Linked DNA regions of Arachis hypogaea: region 2 is linked to region 1. The links are chromatin contacts, called in public Hi-C maps. All regions are on one chromosome and are shown on one strand. Each heading gives the region's core, a stretch centred on a gene start, on an enhancer-like site or on the middle of the called end of the contact. The rest is flanking DNA. Distances are from core to core; before and after follow the strand shown.

Region 1 (4,150 bases), core at 551-3,050:
ATGATTTTGTTGTTGTAAATCATCTTTGCAGATAAATTTTTTGTTGTCATAAATCATCATTGAACTTTAATTTACTTATTGTGTTATATTTTTCTCTCTTTATTTAAATTGAGAAAATATTTTGTATTAGTAACGAATTTATTATATATTTTTGTAATATTAGTTATGTTTAAGAATTAATACTTAATTTTTGTTAGTGTGTTTGTGAAGACATATTTTTAAACTTTTAATTTTAAGCTTATTTTTTTATAATTTGATATTTATATTTAATTAGATCGGGTTAACTGGTTTAATTAGTGATCTACTGGTTGAACCAATGACCTAGTAGTGCGACCAGGTTGATTATCGGTTCGATTCTGATAACTATACTTTTTTGAATATTTCAACCGAGGAAGGAAAATGGCAAAAGAACAACAACAACAACATAGGAAAGAGCAAAAAGAGTGTACCCAAGGTTCCATGATTTTTTTGTCTGTAAACTTGAACATGGACCTTGAAAATCTTTAAAAAAATTGGTCGGTTAAGTCGGTTCACCGGTTAACCGATTTTTTGACCGATTTTTTGTTAAATGATTTTTAAGATCGACCGAACTGCTTCGGTGACCAATTTCCAGTTAACCCAATTGAATTGGTCGGTCCAATTCGATTTTTAAAACTATGCTATTTTCAATTCAGTTTAAGAATACTACCTCCCTTTTTTCTCCTCGACTCTTGTGACTTCTCCTCAAATTAAGTACTCGCCAAATTTTTTAGATACTTTATGCTTTGGTCATCATTCATTAGAAGTATCCAACTTGATTGTTACCTAAATTCATAATAGCTGTTGTTTTATCTTACAGGTAAGGCTTTGCTAGCAAATTAAAAACCACACACAAAGCACACAAAACAATAGCAATTTCCTCTTTTACTTCTACCCTCTAACTGAGATTCTGTTTTATATCAAACACTTTATTTATTATAAGAAAAATATTTTACTGTCGAAATAAATTACTAGAACAATAAAATATGCTGGCACCTATGTGACAATTGCTTTTGAAAAATATTATGTAGTCCATGCAGCACCATTCATATGTTATAAAAAAGGAAGTCATAAAGAGAGGTAAAAAAACTCATTTATCTTTTGAAAAACAACTAATCACCTAACAGAAAAATAATATTGTGCTCGGTGCACAATTCCAAGTAGGACCTTTAGATATTCTATATCCAGGGAGCTCTGAATAAAGATCAATAGCAAAACTGAAAGACCTAAAAGGAGGTCCAATTTGTTTCCAATGCATAATAATATTTCAAAATTTTGAATGTCAAAGCAAAATACCCAATCTAAAAGTGTAGTTAGAGAAAATGGCTGCATATAACAAGAAAATCAAATCTACATTATATGCATGTCACTACAAATGCATACTTAAGACAGGCAGAACAAAATAAATAGCCGAAGAATAATTCACATACATATTGATGTATTTTTGTTTATAATTTGCAAACCAAGAGGTTTAATTAACTAAATTACGTTCAATTTAATCAAAATAGGAGTAGATCACATTAATAATAATTTATACATGATAATTTAGACAACTTTAAAAGGTATAATTGCAATAGTTAATTTCATTCAATAACTAAATACTATCTTTTTTGAATACTATAATGAGTAATTTTGTAACACATAGATGATAAATTTAAAATTATTGTATTCTGCCAGCAGACTAGACTAAGCTAAACGAATTTATGGGAAAAGAAAAAAAAAAAGTAAAAAAAGTAAAGATCCGTGTATTAGTACCCCGTCTACTCTACATATCCGACCGTTTTACACTTTTACCCCTCAATATCACACTCCGCCATAATCATCCAAATTCTCTCCCCCAAAAGTTCCTAACCCGTTTCCTATTTCATCGCCATCATCTTCATACTGAATACTGAAACAGCGAAACTACCTTCTTGTCCGTTTGTGAATGTGTAGTTTTTTCGTTCACTCTCTCCCCACAAAACGCATCGTTTTGACATCATCTCTTTCGTCATTCAAGCCTCATTCGTAATTTGCTTCTTTTCAGGGTAAAGAAAAGAAAAGAAAATTTAACTCCTTTTCAGTTCTTCTTCTTTAACACTACTATTTTTCTTTTTCTTTTTACTTTTTTTTCGAGTTTGACACTGAATATTCAAACTACGCAGATTCGGATTCTGCTTCATTTCACATCAAAGATTGTAACTTCACCGCCAAGACTGAACATTTCTCTGGTTGGAAACTTTCTAGGGTTCTTGCCGCCAAAAGAGTCAACATGAGAGCCAAATTGGTTGTGTTCCCAATACGAGGGAGAAACTGGTGCTTCAGCAGAGCCATTGATCATTCTCTTAAGAATTCAGCTACTTCTTCTTCTCATTCTCCTCCAACGTTCAAAGAACTGTGGAAGGGCGTTAATGTTGCTGATAAACCCTTTAATGCCAAAGCTGAGCTTCTTGCTGATTACTGTGGCAACAAGGTGCCTTTTTGTTGTTTCGATCATTGTATTAACTTTGTTTCTTTGTCAATTTCTGTTTCTTGGGTTGTCACATTCTTGTGTGTACTGTTTTCTTAACCAATTGCTTTATTTGGTTGTGGTTGCGGTTAATAGATGAATAAAGCTTGGATTGGTTTGGAAAAAGCACCGGATGGGTCTATCAAGAAGAAGATTCATGGGTTAGTTTTTTACATTGTTGGTTTTGAATGATAGTCTTTTAAAAGTGTTGATTACGCTATGCATAATATGCTCGAATGTGATTTGAGTTGTTGCAGGTGGGGGTCATGGCTTTTGTCACAGGTTAAGCCCTCCGAGATTTTCTTGAAATCTATATCGAATGAAGTCACTAGCGTCGAAGTCATTTACCCTTCAAGGTTGGTGCCGCAGCCTTGTTTTGATGCATACTTGCTTGGTTTCGGAATAGTTTAGTAGTTTACTACTCTTAATAGTAGATTCGCCTTCTATATATGTTTATTATGGGGTTGATATGTATGGCAATGTTGAGTTTGATTCCTGTGTATGAGCCTTTTAAGAGGTGCTTAGAAACCTTGCCTGATATATGACAATCTTGTTCGCCGAAGATTAAGACATATTGCTATGAGGTAATTCTCCCTCTAACACCTGTTTCCAAAAAAAGCAGCAAAAGGTTGATGGTGTTGGAACAATAATTTAATCTGGAATCTGTTAGTGTAGCTTCCAATTTAATTCTGTATTTAAATCTTCATTGTTATATGAACTATTGTCTCATTTACAGGGGAACAATTATCCACCGGAAATACTTGTATGCTACAGTTTCATTGATTCCATTTTCCTCTGCACTGATGGTATGTATGTGCTCGGTGGACTTGTGTTTGCTCTTTAATATCTATCTTGGGTTCAATTGATGGCCATTCTTAATTGTACATTGTAGGTTTTACCTTTGCCTAATGTCGCATTCTTCTGGGTTTCATTTCGGGCTTATTCTCATTGGAGAGCCCTTCAGGTTTGTACTACTATTAGATTTGCAATGCACTTATTCTCCCTCTATAATAATTTATGGTAATCTGTCTGTTTTGCTGCCACAATCAGAGATGTCTCTACTGCTCATGTTTGTCTTGGCTTTCTACTTTTATATGATAGTGCCATGTTTTATTGTCATGCGGCATGCGCAATCAGTGGATTTATTTATGCCTAGTATGTTTTGGAAGGGGCATCATTTGATTTGGAAGGACTTTGAAAATTGCTTTGTTCTTGATAGATGTTCACTTTCAATTAGGCCAATGGATAGTATTTTTGTATAATGTTTTGAGCTTCGCTTCTGACTTGTTTTTTGTTGCCTTCTTAGGGAAGTGAGAAGCTATTCCAACTCGCCTCCGATAGCAGCAAGATGTCTAACACATCGACTCATAAGAAGGAAACTGAGCATAAGGACTCAACCAATAAAACCAATAATAGTTCAGATGAACCACACTTGGTAAGTGTCTCATGCAATCTGATCTATAGCATCAATTAAGACATTGTCAAGTGTAATTGATTTAACAATTTGCAAAATATGTTATTATATTTAGAATGCATGCTTTATAGTTTTGTAGGCTAGAACTATTTTTTAAAGCCTTTGGTACATTGGATGTGCAAGAGTGAAAGCATATTATTGTTTTGCTTAATGAATCATATACTTTAGTT
Region 2 (4,150 bases), core at 435-2,934, 42 kb before region 1:
TATTAGTATAATTAATAAGATTATTTTAAAAAAAAACTTTTAATTTCTAAGATTATATTACTATAATTAATAAAATTACTATAAAAATAACTAATTTTCTAAATCATCTAAAAAAGTACTAATTTCACATGACATCTTAATTAATAAAATTATTCTTCATATCATTTAACTATAGTCAGTAAAATTAATATAACAAAATTACTAATTATATATATATAATATTAATTAAATTAATCTAAAAATTACTAATTTAGAGTTTAGGATTCAGGATTTATGAGATTTTTATTTATTTTTTCATGTTATCTTCTTGAATTTTTTTATGTGTACTCTTTGTTCTTTCTCTATACTCTATATCTATACTAACTTTTATAGTATCTTACTATAATTAATACTCTATATAATTAATAATTTTTCATAACATATTACTATAGTTGATGAAATTAATTTAACATAATTATTAATTTCTTATATCATATTAATATGATTAATAAAATTACTTTAAAAATTTACTAATTTATCAGATCTATTACTATAATTTATAAAATTATTAAAAAAGAACTAATTTTCTAAATTATATTACTATAATTTATAAATTTATTCTAAAAAATTACTAATTTTACATGATATCTTACTATAATTAATAAAATTATTTTTGATATTATTTAACTATAATTAATAAAATTAACGTATCAAAATCACTAATTTTCAATATATATTACTATAATTAATTAAGTTATTTCAAATATTACTAATTTTAGAATATCTTATTTTAAAAGAAAATTGAACTGAATTATTTAACTCATAATAATTGGTTTTTTTTGTGACTAACTCATAATAATTGGTTTAGAATATATAATTAATTTTTGTTGGTGACTCGAATATAGAATTAATTTAAAATGTAAATTTTATTTATTATTTATTTTTTCTTTTCATAAAATGTTTCATCTTTCTCAAAACTCCAACAAATAATGACCAATTGATAAATCTAACCAACCTTATATTTTCGCTTTTTGTTTAACAAAAAATTAAAAATCGTAAATTGTAATAATCGAGAAGATCTTGTTGTGAAACTCACGCTCTCTATAAAGTTGTTGTGGAGTCCAGAGTTTCACTGAGTCCTCGCAGAGGAAGAAAGATGCCGGAGAAAACGGTGCCAAAGCCGCCATGCCCACACTCTGTGCTTTCATCGGAGTTGAAGTACGATCCTCTTTTACTTTGGTTTGATGCCTCCACTCCGACGTTTAATAATGTGCAAAATAATACAATAAAAAATATTTTATTCAATAAAAATTTTATCAATTTTAAATTAATTAAAATATCTAATTTTTTATTTTTTGATATAATACCACCAAACATTTTAAATTTAACAACAATAACCATCATAAAAGTAATATTTATAAAATTATCCACTGACACAAAAATTGTATAAAATATTAACTAGCCAATCATATGAAATTAAATTCAGAAAAATCTTTACTGTTAGATTAAAAAACTTACAATAATCTAATAGTTTCTCATTAAAAATGCTCATCGATCAACCAAATATTTTTTTGGCACTTCAATGTGCAAACACGTTTGGCATATTGAATCCGTCCCCCATTTTCATGATATATAACTCTGTACAACTATCTCTGAATTTGAAAACGCGTTTGTATAGCAGTTTTTTTATTTTATCCAAGTATCATCGGTCAGTGGGAGATTTGCACAACAAACTCGATATAATTAAAGAATATAGACAATAACTTGGTCCACAGGATCAAAAGTGATCCACAGAATCAGAAATTCTATTTTTTAATTTATTTTTATTTATTCATTTATTTCATATGAAATTGAAAGAGACTATTATTAAAATAATGGTGACTAAAAAGAAACTTACTGATTACACATCTTAATCTTTTTCACCAATTCATGGGTTCAAAATATGACTTGAAAAAATTATATTGGTCAACAATACTTTCATGTTAACCATTTGATTAAAATATTTTTTATTTAATCTTTTTTTTAAAAAATATTAATCTTCTGTAAGTTTTTTTTATTAGCATTACTTTTGAATTATTAGCTTCATAATCGCTATGCTTTCTTCTATGTACACATGTAAAGGTTATTGATCTCTTCACAAAAAGTCTAGTACATTTTATATTTAAAAGATTATTATATTTATTTAAAATTAATTAAATTAATTTTCAAATTTTTTAATTAATTTTGTTTTTTAAAAATCTTAATTTAGTTATATTAATTTTTCTGTTAATTTTATAACTGATGCATCAAAATTTATTGATATTAAATAATGTCATACTGACTACAAGACATTCGTAACCGTTAAAATAATCTGAAATTAAAAAAAAATTAAAATATTATTAATTTGTCAAATTAGATAATTATTTGTTCAAAAAATTCAAATATTTATAAAATATAAATTATATATTAAATATCGCATAACACGCAACTATAATATATATATATATATATGATCCTAACAAAGTATAAACATTTAGTTTTATTTTTTAAAAAAATATATACACAAATATATATCTACTTTAATTGTTAGTTTATTAGAACCAACGTAAGAATGACGATATTTTAATGTTATCTCAGAATGTTTTACATCTAAATAATTAATACTATTTTTTTCAAAGGTAAAAATTTCATTAAGTGAAACTTAAAAGTTTGAGTTCACAGTGGACTCCACACAAAAATAAAAATAAAATATTCCATAATTTGATATGATATCACTTAAAAGAAAAAGTTTAAAAAAATGAAAGAAAATAAACTTAACGAGAGAGATTAGCGTGGTCTTCAAGAAACTTTATCTTTATTCTCTTTTTGGTGCTTGAAAATTATTTTTTTAACTTAATTGCTATCTCTAAAATCTGCTGATGGCCAATTCTATTTCCATAAATAAATAAATATATAAAATGTGTATTTATACAAAAGAAAAATAAATAATATATATGTATTCTCATATATATGAAAATGACAAAGCTTCTAGTTTTATTTGCATGAACTTACATCCTAAGTATATAAAATTCTACATAATTAGAATAACTTTTTTAAGGCAACCCATGAAAATTAATATTTAGTTTTGCCTATCTGTAGCTTTGTTTTTCCTTCAATAAAGTAAAAATCTAAATTTGTTAGATTGTTTAAATTGAAATTTATTACACTTTTTATAAATTGATATATGTTATTATTTCTCCATAAATCGAATAATCTGTCACCATTTACAAGATAAAATTTGCAAACATAAAAACTCAAGAGAAGTTTAAATTTAATTATGTTAGACAAATACAACTTTCTTGAGGTAAAAAGCCTGTTCAGTATTTATGGTGAAACACTAAAACTGCAGGTTTGAAAATGAGATTCATCGTGATACCCTCCACTTAATTCTCACCGTTTTTACTGGAATTTGAATTTTCTAAAATTTAAATTTTACTTTAGAGAGTAAAGTATTCATTGTGATACCCTCGACTTAATTCTCACCGCTTTTACTAGGATTTGGATCTTCTAAAATTTGAATTTCACTTTAGACAGTAAAGTGTAATCGCTCACCATTGATTTTATAAGTAGAACCAAGAATAAATATGAAAGAGAAAGAGTAAAAAATTACATTTTATTTTCTAAAATAAAATTCAAATTTTAAAAGATCCAAATCCCTTTTACTAATATCTACTTTCCAGTAGGTCAAATGCACTTTCCAGTAGGTCAAATGCATATTTATGAGTTCAAAATTCATGATTAATTCATTCTGCTCACTCATTCAAATAAATAATTTTAGTAATAATATAACATAACTTAATATAATAATACATTTAGAAATAATCTTTTGATAAATAAGAGTAAAAAACGCTCAAGAAAAAAAGGTCTAAACAGCTCCACTATTTTAGAAAATATTATTCTAACTAAATTGGCAAAAAAATTAAAAAATACAGAAAAGGTAAAAAAAGATAAGATATAAAAAACAATTGAAGGCCCTGATAAAATAAAAAACAGAAACAAATTATAATTGAACATGGAAGTATTGGCATCACAGGATATATCTCTCTGTGAATAAGCTAAGCACATCAAATCTAAATCTATCATAAACCACAGCATAATTTGACTATAAAATCAAAGTATAATAGACACACAAAGTTTGAGAGTTCAAAAGCTT

The links. Hi-C and Micro-C count contacts between places; a contact is called where the count stands out from the background.
Region 2: a Hi-C map of leaf shows a contact between it and region 1, with 2.1 times the contacts expected there. The contact joins the enhancer-like site here to the promoter of LOC112734894 in region 1. A contact is called at or near these places in 3 of 8 Hi-C or Micro-C datasets (all in leaf).

What each region holds. Positions count from the first base shown.
Region 1 is chr2:6,270,814-6,274,963 of arahy.Tifrunner.gnm2.J5K5, reverse strand. LOC112734894 reads left to right here and starts at 1,800. Exons shown (of 8, transcript XM_025784436.3): 1 at 1,800-2,045; 2 at 2,245-2,470; 3 at 2,603-2,667; 4 at 2,764-2,862; 5 at 3,243-3,312; 6 at 3,399-3,470; 7 at 3,813-3,941. The coding sequence starts at 2,270. It overlaps LOC112734919 (a long non-coding RNA gene), which reads left to right. Exons shown (of 2, transcript XR_003168465.3): 2 at 1-209.
Region 2 is chr2:6,312,590-6,316,739 of arahy.Tifrunner.gnm2.J5K5, reverse strand. It overlaps LOC112734926 (a long non-coding RNA gene), which reads right to left. Exons shown (of 2, transcript XR_003168469.3): 2 at 3,976-4,150. Among protein-coding and RNA genes, the nearest start is that of LOC112734926, 4.0 kb to the right of the region's middle. Within about 2 kb of position 1,684, at least 1 of the 3 cell types and tissues checked has open chromatin away from gene starts, as enhancers often do.